2 separate regions of the Pan troglodytes genome follow, and region 1 is linked to region 2. The links are chromatin contacts, called in public Hi-C maps. All regions are on one chromosome and are shown on one strand. Each heading gives the region's core, a stretch centred on a gene start, on an enhancer-like site or on the middle of the called end of the contact. The rest is flanking DNA. Distances are from core to core; before and after follow the strand shown.

Region 1 (3,839 bases), core at 1,216-3,715, 96 kb after region 2:
GGATAAATTCGTGTGCCCCATTAGCCCTATTTGAGAAGTCCCTTGGGAGCTAGCTTTGAAGTGCATCCTGGCTACAAAGGCTTGGCGCTTTGCTCCCAGGCACCCGGGCTGCCCTCCTGAGTCACCTATGTAGGGCCCTGGTCTACGTGGTGAATGTCCCTAACCAGGAGCAACTACAACAAATCAGTGAGGGCCTGCTCGTGGGTCTGCTGTGAAGTAAGCGACGTGCTTGTTTAAGTGAGGCCCTCAACAACCTGCATCACAGCCGTTCTTATGGTGAAATGTTGACTGAGGCTGGATCCCAGTACTCAGGGAAAGACAAAAGTCTCAGGCCTGGATGGGTAGGGAATCACTTTGCAATAGGGGAGGAAGGGCTTGTCCACACAAAAGAACGATTCCAATGGACAGTGGATGCAGAAACACGGCCCTACCCTGTTGTTTGTCAGTAGTAGCCCATGGTCATAGGGGTGTCGAAGGCTTTACTTCTCTTCCTATGCCCTGCCCTGCTCTAAACCCAGTGGTCAGAGGGCAGTCCGCTGCACCCAGAGTCGCTGAGGCAGCTCTATTCCCGGACAGCCGTTAAGCCACTGAGTGTCTGTTGCGCATTAACTACTACTACTGTTGCACATGGTGTGACGGACATCAGGGAACTCCAGGAGTTTCATTCCAGGAGTGCAGAGAGGGTTGGAGTAGTGGAGCAGTGCGTCAATCAGACAATCAAAGAGGGAAGGCAAGGAGGAAGGGGAGAGAAGAAGAGTTACTGCGGCCCACTTATATTTGGGGTAGCCATATAATTTGTAATCCAAAGCGGGACATGTTTGAGAGTGTGGGGCACTATGAATAATAATGCAGGACCCCAGGCGTAACCTGGGCGGTCCCAGGCAAGCTGGGCTGTAGTATGGACTCCCTCCCACTTCAGTACAGGATCTCACTGAAGCCCTAAAACAGACCTATAATTGGATGGCATTGTCTCCTCGTGAGGGGACAGTCTCTCCGAGAGCACAGGCTCCCTGGGTTCTGGGCTGTGTGTGAGTGAGGTTATGCGTGTGAGGTCATGAAGCCGGAGCTGGCACTGGATCTCAGGTTGGTAGGATTCTGTCTTTTCAGCCTAAAACCTGCCTGTTCAGAGATGAGGTTGTTTGACAGGGTCTAGGTTAGGGGGTCAGGGCCTAATGGAAATAGGGGACTGGAAAGATTGGGAAGATTTTCCAGGCAGCTTAGGTACCCAGTGAGCCTGGGGGCTAGTTCCAGGTCCAGGCTCCTTAGGGCCACAGGGAACCTCGAGGCCATGGCCTGCCTGTGCTGGTGGGATCGAGTCAGCAAATCCACATCCCCCTGACCCAGCCATGCTCCTGGGCTCCATCAGAGAGGCCCCATGGGATTTTCCCCACTGTCTTTTCACACCTACATAAATCTGTGCACATGGTCACAACACAGAGAGTTAGGCCAACACAAGCTATACAGGTGCAATCCACTTGAAATGTGGATGTCCGCAACTTCACAGATATGACAAGAATACGCACGCGCAGACGTCAATATGCTCCATACACACACCCAGTAACCCTTACTTCTGCTTCATGTGCAGTGTGTGCATAGGGGCCTCGGGCGGAGACTTTCAACAGTTACCATGTGCCTCACCCCCATGACACTCCCAACCTCTCTCCTGGGAACCCCTGCCCCCCTCTCGAAGGGTGGCAGCTTTGGGCCCCAGCCTTTATGCAAATGCCAAGCCACAGCTCACTCCATCTTTTCTCTCCTCTCTAATTGACTGTTTTCCCTTCTTGCTGGGACTGCGGGAGCCCCGGGTCGGCATTCAGAAGGGCTCTCCCCCCACTGCCCGGCCCCTCCAACCCCAGCTCCCGGCGCTTTTAATCTAGTTACTTTTCCATCAACACACTGGGAGAAAGACACAAAGGGGCATAATCGTATCTGTGGCTGTTGATGTTCAATTAACCACATAACCTTTAGGCTCTCCCTCTCTCTCTCTCTCTTTCTTCCCCCCTCTCACCTCACCCCGCTTCTTCAACCCAGCTGCCCCTCTGGGCCTGACACTGGCTCAGAAGCCCTCCAACACCCCATACCAAAGACCTGGCCTCCTGGCCCCTGGGAGATGCCCCACCTTTTAGGGAAGGTAAGCCATCAACCCCAATTCCAGCTGCACTCCCCATCTGACCCCTGCCTGCCCTTGCCCTGCCGGCCCCTTCTGCCACCCCTCCGTCCCTCTCCAGGCCTGGAGCGAGGGGTGCCTCTGGGAGCGGGCACCCCGCAAAACTCCGCTTTCTGGACCTTGTCTGGGGCCAGCAGCTGTCATTTGCCGGGCGTTCCGCTTTCTCCACTGTACCATGCTAATTTTTCGAGGGACAATTTTTTGACAATGAGTCCTCCAGCCCGAACAGAAACCCTTTATGGGGCCGGCCCCAGGGAGGCCGCGGCGCTGCCAAGGCAAACAAAGGCTCATTGCTGCCGCGGAACATGCCTGCGCCTTTCAGGGCCGGGTTCGCAGAGCGCGCCGCCTCCAGCCCGCGCCGAGATAACACCTGGTCCGCCAACTCCTGGCGCCTAATCAAGATATCAATCACGGCGCGGGGGCAGGGGGGCGCACGGGCCCTGAAGGCTCCAGAACCCGGCAAGTGCAGGTAGCCGGCCGCCTGGCCGGCTAGGGCTGCTTGGCAGGGAGCGCCGGGATCTGGGGGGAAAGAAATCAAGCCCCGAAGCTGAAGGCTTAATTAGGCTGATATCATCCCGCACAAATGTTCCTCCGAGAGGAAGGCTTCTGGGCACCAAAATTATTTTGTGATTAAAAGCGAAAAGGAAGGAGAAATGATTCGGCCTTTGGAGGAGTTCGGAGGGCTGGGGGTGGCAGCAGGAGGCTGGGGCGCAGCGCAGTGCCGGGGGCGCGGGACCCAGCCAAGCTCCCCACTCTGCCCCCACTGGGACAGAGAGGCGCAAGGGTCCACCGACCCCTGCCACTTGTGGCCTTTCCTGACTGCCCAGGGCTTCCAACAATGTAGAAGAGTGACAGTAAATGTCCAGGTCCCTGCATATAGGTGTTTCTTTAATCTGCACACCAGGCCGGAAAGGCCATGCACGTCGTCCTCATCCCATTTCGTAGATGGGGAAAATTAGCTCGGAGAGGTGACATCTTGCCCGAAGTCCCACGGCTGGTCAGTGGCAAGTGGACAGTGGCAACTGCGCCTGGAAAACGCCGTCCGTGGCGCGGTCGCGGCGTCAGGGGAATGCCTGACAGCCACCTTCTCTCCCGTGACCGCCGGGCTCGGCATCAGGGCGAGCCACCCGGCTCGGGAGAGCAGGAAACTGGGGAGGGCCGAGCCTCCGGCCACGCCTTGTCAGCCCCGGAGCCTCCACCAATCCCGGGCCCGGAAAGACCAGGCCCACTGCCGGCCCCGCCCAGCACCTGCGCAGGTAGCGCGCGCAGGCGAACCGCAGGCCGGGCTTCTGGGGCCTCACGCTGCGCGGAGAGGCTGCCCAGCAGTTGCTAGGCAGTCCTGGGCCAGATCGTGGTTCCGCCACTTACTCGCTGTGCGACCTCTTGTGCCTCACTGTAACATGGGACAACGGTAGTCCCAACCTCAATGGTGCTCTTTGAGGATGGAATGAGCTCCTGCAAGTCAAGCTCAGCCCAGGGCTGGCCGTGGATATGCTCAGAAAACTCCACATGCAGGCCTGCATCCGCCAGCAGGTGCGCCACACTGACATGCTCCCGCAAGGTTAAGGGGCTGTGCGCGAGCTTCTCAAGTGCCGCCTGTGCCCTCCGCCATGTTAGTTTTCTCCCGGGACACGCCCCCAGCCTCCCAGGATCTGGCACTGAAGGGGCCCAA
Region 2 (3,873 bases), core at 804-3,303:
GTGGCTGAGCCCCAGTAGAACCCGGGTCTGAGTGAAGCCAAAGTTTGCTGGCGAAAGTGGGGATTCCCTGGGGGTGGGGGTGGGGTACTGTAGACCCTGCCAGCCCCTCAAGCCCTGAGGCTCAGTGGCCTCCGGGCCTCGCGCCTGGGATCCCGCACAATCGGGGCGTTCCTCCTGGCCCAGCAGAGGCAGCCGCTGGCCAGGCCTGCAGTGGCTACTGCCTTCCCGCCCTCCAGCCCGCAGGGTCCACGCCTCGGCCAGTGCGACGGCGGCCCGGGGAGCTGGGTGAGGGCACTGCAGCCCCAGAGCGGCAGCGGCCGGCGGAGCCTGCCTCTGGCATCCCAGGCCGCGCCGCACCCCGCTCGCCTCGCCAGGCTCGGCCGCGAGGGAGCGCCCCGGGAGGGCCGGGGGCGGCCACGGCGGCGGGAGTCGCCTTTGCTGGTTGGGGAGGGCGGCAGCTGGGACAGAGGCAGGGCCTGCGCGGCGGCGGGGAGGGGGGAGTGGGCCGGGAGGAGCGCCTGGGTCCAGCGCCTGGAGCCCGTCGGTGCCGCAGGCCGCCCAGCGGGGCAAGGGTCCGGGGCGCCCACGTGGTGGGAAAGTTTCGAGGTAGCAAAAGTAGCCCGGCATTGCGGGGGGTGGGAGGGGAGAGGAGGGGAGGGGAGAGGGCCGGCTCGCCCCTCCTTCTCGCGAAGGCAGAAAGGAAAAAAGCGGTGGGAAGCAGGGGTGAGCGCGGGGAGCGGGCAGCCCCAACCTGAACAGATTCCGCTTTCTCCTCCTCCCCCCACCCCGGGAAGCTCGAGCGGGGAGGTACGGACCGTCTCCTCTCGCACGGGCAGGACGACACCCTCCCTCCCCCCCTTTTTTCTGCCAACGTCTATCTCAACGCGCGCGCACATACGGAGATTGTGCGGCTTTTTTCCCCCTTGGGAGAAAAAACGGGGAGAGTAAAAGAAGAGAGGCCAAAGAGAAGAACTCCTCCTCGGCGAGCTCCGCACTCCGTGCCGCGGCCCGGCGCGGGGACGCCGCCGCCGCCCGCCCGCTCTCTCCCGGCCCTGCGGCGGGTGCCAGTGCGAGCGCGAGCGAGGGCACTGCACCCGGGGACGCTGCGAGACTTTTCGGCGCTCGAGCCGACCTCGCCGCCGCCGCGGCAGGCAGAAGAGACAGGGGCGAGAAGGGCCCTGCCTCCCCCTCGCCTTCCTCGCCCGGCGCCCCGCGCCCGGCCGGGCCGTGCAGGCAGGCGGAGGGAAGGAGGGAGGGAGGCTGCGAGGAGGCGGGCGGAGCAGAGGCCCCGGCGAAGCGCGCTGCGGCCGCCCGCCCGTGGATGCGGCGCCCAGGGAGCCTGGAGACAACTTTGCCGTGTGACGCGCCGGGAGGACTGCAAGGCCCGCGGCCGAGGGCTCGGCGCCGCCTGTGAGCGGGCCCGCGCGGCCGGCTCTCCCGGGCACCAAGCTTGCTCCGCGCCACTGCCCGCCGGCCCGCGGCGAGGACGACCTGCCCGTCTCCGCCGCCGGCGGCCCTTCCTGGCGCGAGGCAGTGAGGGCGAGGCGCTCAGGTGCGAGCGCGGGGCCCCGCCGCAGCGCCCGCCGCAGCGCCGCGCCAAGCCGCGCCCGGCTCCGCTCCGGGGGGCTCCAGCGCCTTCGCTTCCGTCTCAGCCAAGTTGCGTGGACCCGCTCTTTCGCCACCTTCCCCAGCCGCCGGCCGAACCGCCGCTCCCACTGCCGCTGCTTTCGCTTCACCCGAACCAGGGCTGCGGGGCCCCCGACGCGGAAAGGATGGGGAGAAGGCTGCAGATGCCGAGGCGCCCCGAGACGCCCGTGCGGCAGTGACCCGCGACCTCCGCCCCGCCCGGCGCGCCCCTCGGGCCCCCGGGGCCCTCGGCGCCCCTTCCCTGCCGCGCGGGAACCCCCGAGGCCCGGCCGGCCCCCTCCCCCTGTGAGCCGGCGGCAGCCCTCCCGGCGGGCGGGCGGGCGGAGGCCCGGGCGGGCGCGGGCGCGGGCGCGGGCGGGGGCGGGGCGGGGCGGCGCGCCCGGAGCCCGGAGCCCGGCCCTGCGCTCGGCTCGATTCGGCTCGCCTCCCGGCGGGCGCCCTCGTCGCCAGCGGCGCACCATGGACGGGCTGCCCGGTCGGGCGCTGGGGGCCGCCTGCCTTCTGCTGCTGGCGGTCGGCTGGCTGGGGCCTGAGGCCTGGGGCTCACCCACGCCCCCGCCGTCGCCTGCCGCGCCGCCGCCACCCCCGCCACCCGGAGCCCCGGGTGGCTCGCAGGACACCTGTACGTCGTGCGGCGGCTTCCGGCGGCCAGAGGAGCTCGGCCGAGTGGACGGCGACTTCCTGGAGGCGGTGAAGCGGCACATCTTGAGCCGCCTGCAGATGCGGGGCCGGCCCAACATCACGCACGCCGTGCCTAAGGCCGCCATGGTCACGGCCCTGCGCAAGCTGCACGCGGGCAAGGTGCGCGAGGACGGCCGCGTGGAGATCCCGCACCTCGACGGCCACGCCAGCCCGGGCGCCGACGGCCAGGAGCGCGTTTCCGAAATCATCAGCTTCGCCGAGACAGGTGGGTCCGGCCCTCCGGCTGTCTGCCGCGGTCCCCGCTCGCTCCCGCTCTCCCTTTCCTTGCTAGCTCCGGCTGCCGCCGCCGCCACCGCAGCCCGCGCGCCCTGGGGCAGCCTGGACTCCCGGCAGAGCTCCTTCGGCCGTGGCCCTGCGCGCTCCGCCCGGGTTGCAGTCCTCTTCCCCCAGGCCGCAGACCCTTGCCTGCTGCCTCAACCCCCCGCCGCCGAGCGCCTGGCCCTCCACCCCTGCTCTCCGGAATCGGGCCCCAGCGCCTCTGGGCGCGCGTCCCCCTCCCGGCAGATGCGCGCGGCCCTGGCTCTGCGGGCACTTGCTTGGTGATTGCTTAATGTTTTTGTTTCCCACGATCGGAGTGTAGGCTTAGCAGTGTGGATGGAGATGTGTGTGCTTGTTGATATACGTGGGCCGGAGGAGAGAGAGTGTGTGTGTATCTGTGTGTGTGTCTGTGTGTGTGTGTGCCTGCGTGAGAGGCCCCTGGGGCCGCTTCCATCACCGGCGGCGTGGGCTTGCCAGGATTGCTGAAGCCTCGCTGGGGAGAGCTAGGCAACCTCTCTTCCGATTGTGTGGGCACCGGAATCGGGCGGAAGGCAGGCTTCTCAACAGGTCCATCATTTACACAGAGAAAGCCGCGGCTCGGGGACAGCCCCGTGCCTTTCGGCTTGCCTGGCAGCTGCAGCAGACCCCTCGCCCGAGAGGCAGAGTCGTAGTTAACAAAGGGTATGGCTCCTTTCTGGAATCCGCCCCCCCCGGCCCCAGATTGCAAATTTCTAACACTGTCTAAATATAAAAATCAGGGAGAGAAAAATCTTTCGGAACTTTAAAAGAAGGAGAAAAATGTGCCCGCGCCAAAATGCTGCAAGTGCTTTCGACTCCGCTGTCCTTTTCAGGACTTGAATGAGCCAGGCTGGCTTTTGTGCCTGGAGCTCGGCCCCATTTGTGCCGAGGGGACTGCGGAGAAGGTCGCAGAGGGGGAAGCCCCGGTGCAGTCAGGGCGGGGGCAAGCGGGGAGCCTCGGTGGGGGGAGCGGTTGTGCCCCTGGCTGCAAATGCCCCCCACCCCCCCAGGCAGCAGGCAGCCCGGGGATGAAAAGGGATGAAAAGTTTTGCATGGCCGGGTGTGGAGAAAAGCAGAGACAATCGGGGCTGGTTTGCGCTTAGAAAGAAATGCATTGCCGTTTTAGCTGTCCACTAAAGTGAGTCAGGGAAAGCTCGCCATGCAATTAGAGGGCTCGGATTAAAAGGTGCTTTGGGGCCCAGAGTTAGAAATGTGATTCTGGAAGGTCGAGGAGGCCTTTTGGTCCCG

What was found. Hi-C and Micro-C count contacts between places; a contact is called where the count stands out from the background.
Region 1: a Hi-C map of stem cell-derived neural progenitor cells shows a contact between it and region 2, with 1.6 times the contacts expected there. The contact joins the enhancer-like site here to the promoter of INHBB in region 2. A contact is called at or near these places in 4 of 7 Hi-C or Micro-C datasets (blood, induced pluripotent stem cells and stem cell-derived neural progenitor cells) and 1 of 1 datasets of contacts at active chromatin or transcription factors (stem cell-derived excitatory neurons).

Annotation. Positions count from the first base shown.
Region 1 is chr13:21,122,631-21,126,469 of NHGRI_mPanTro3-v2.0_pri, forward strand. No RefSeq gene overlaps it. Among named protein-coding and RNA genes, the nearest start is that of INHBB, 95 kb to the left of the region's middle. Within about 2 kb of position 2,466, at least 13 of the 24 cell types and tissues checked have an H3K27ac peak or open chromatin away from gene starts, as enhancers often do. A contact at or near this core is called in stem cell-derived neural progenitor cells, where this site is marked.
Region 2 is chr13:21,027,089-21,030,961 of NHGRI_mPanTro3-v2.0_pri, forward strand. INHBB (inhibin subunit beta B) reads left to right here and starts at 2,054. Exons shown (of 2, transcript XM_016949618.3): 1 at 2,054-2,554. The coding sequence starts at 2,107.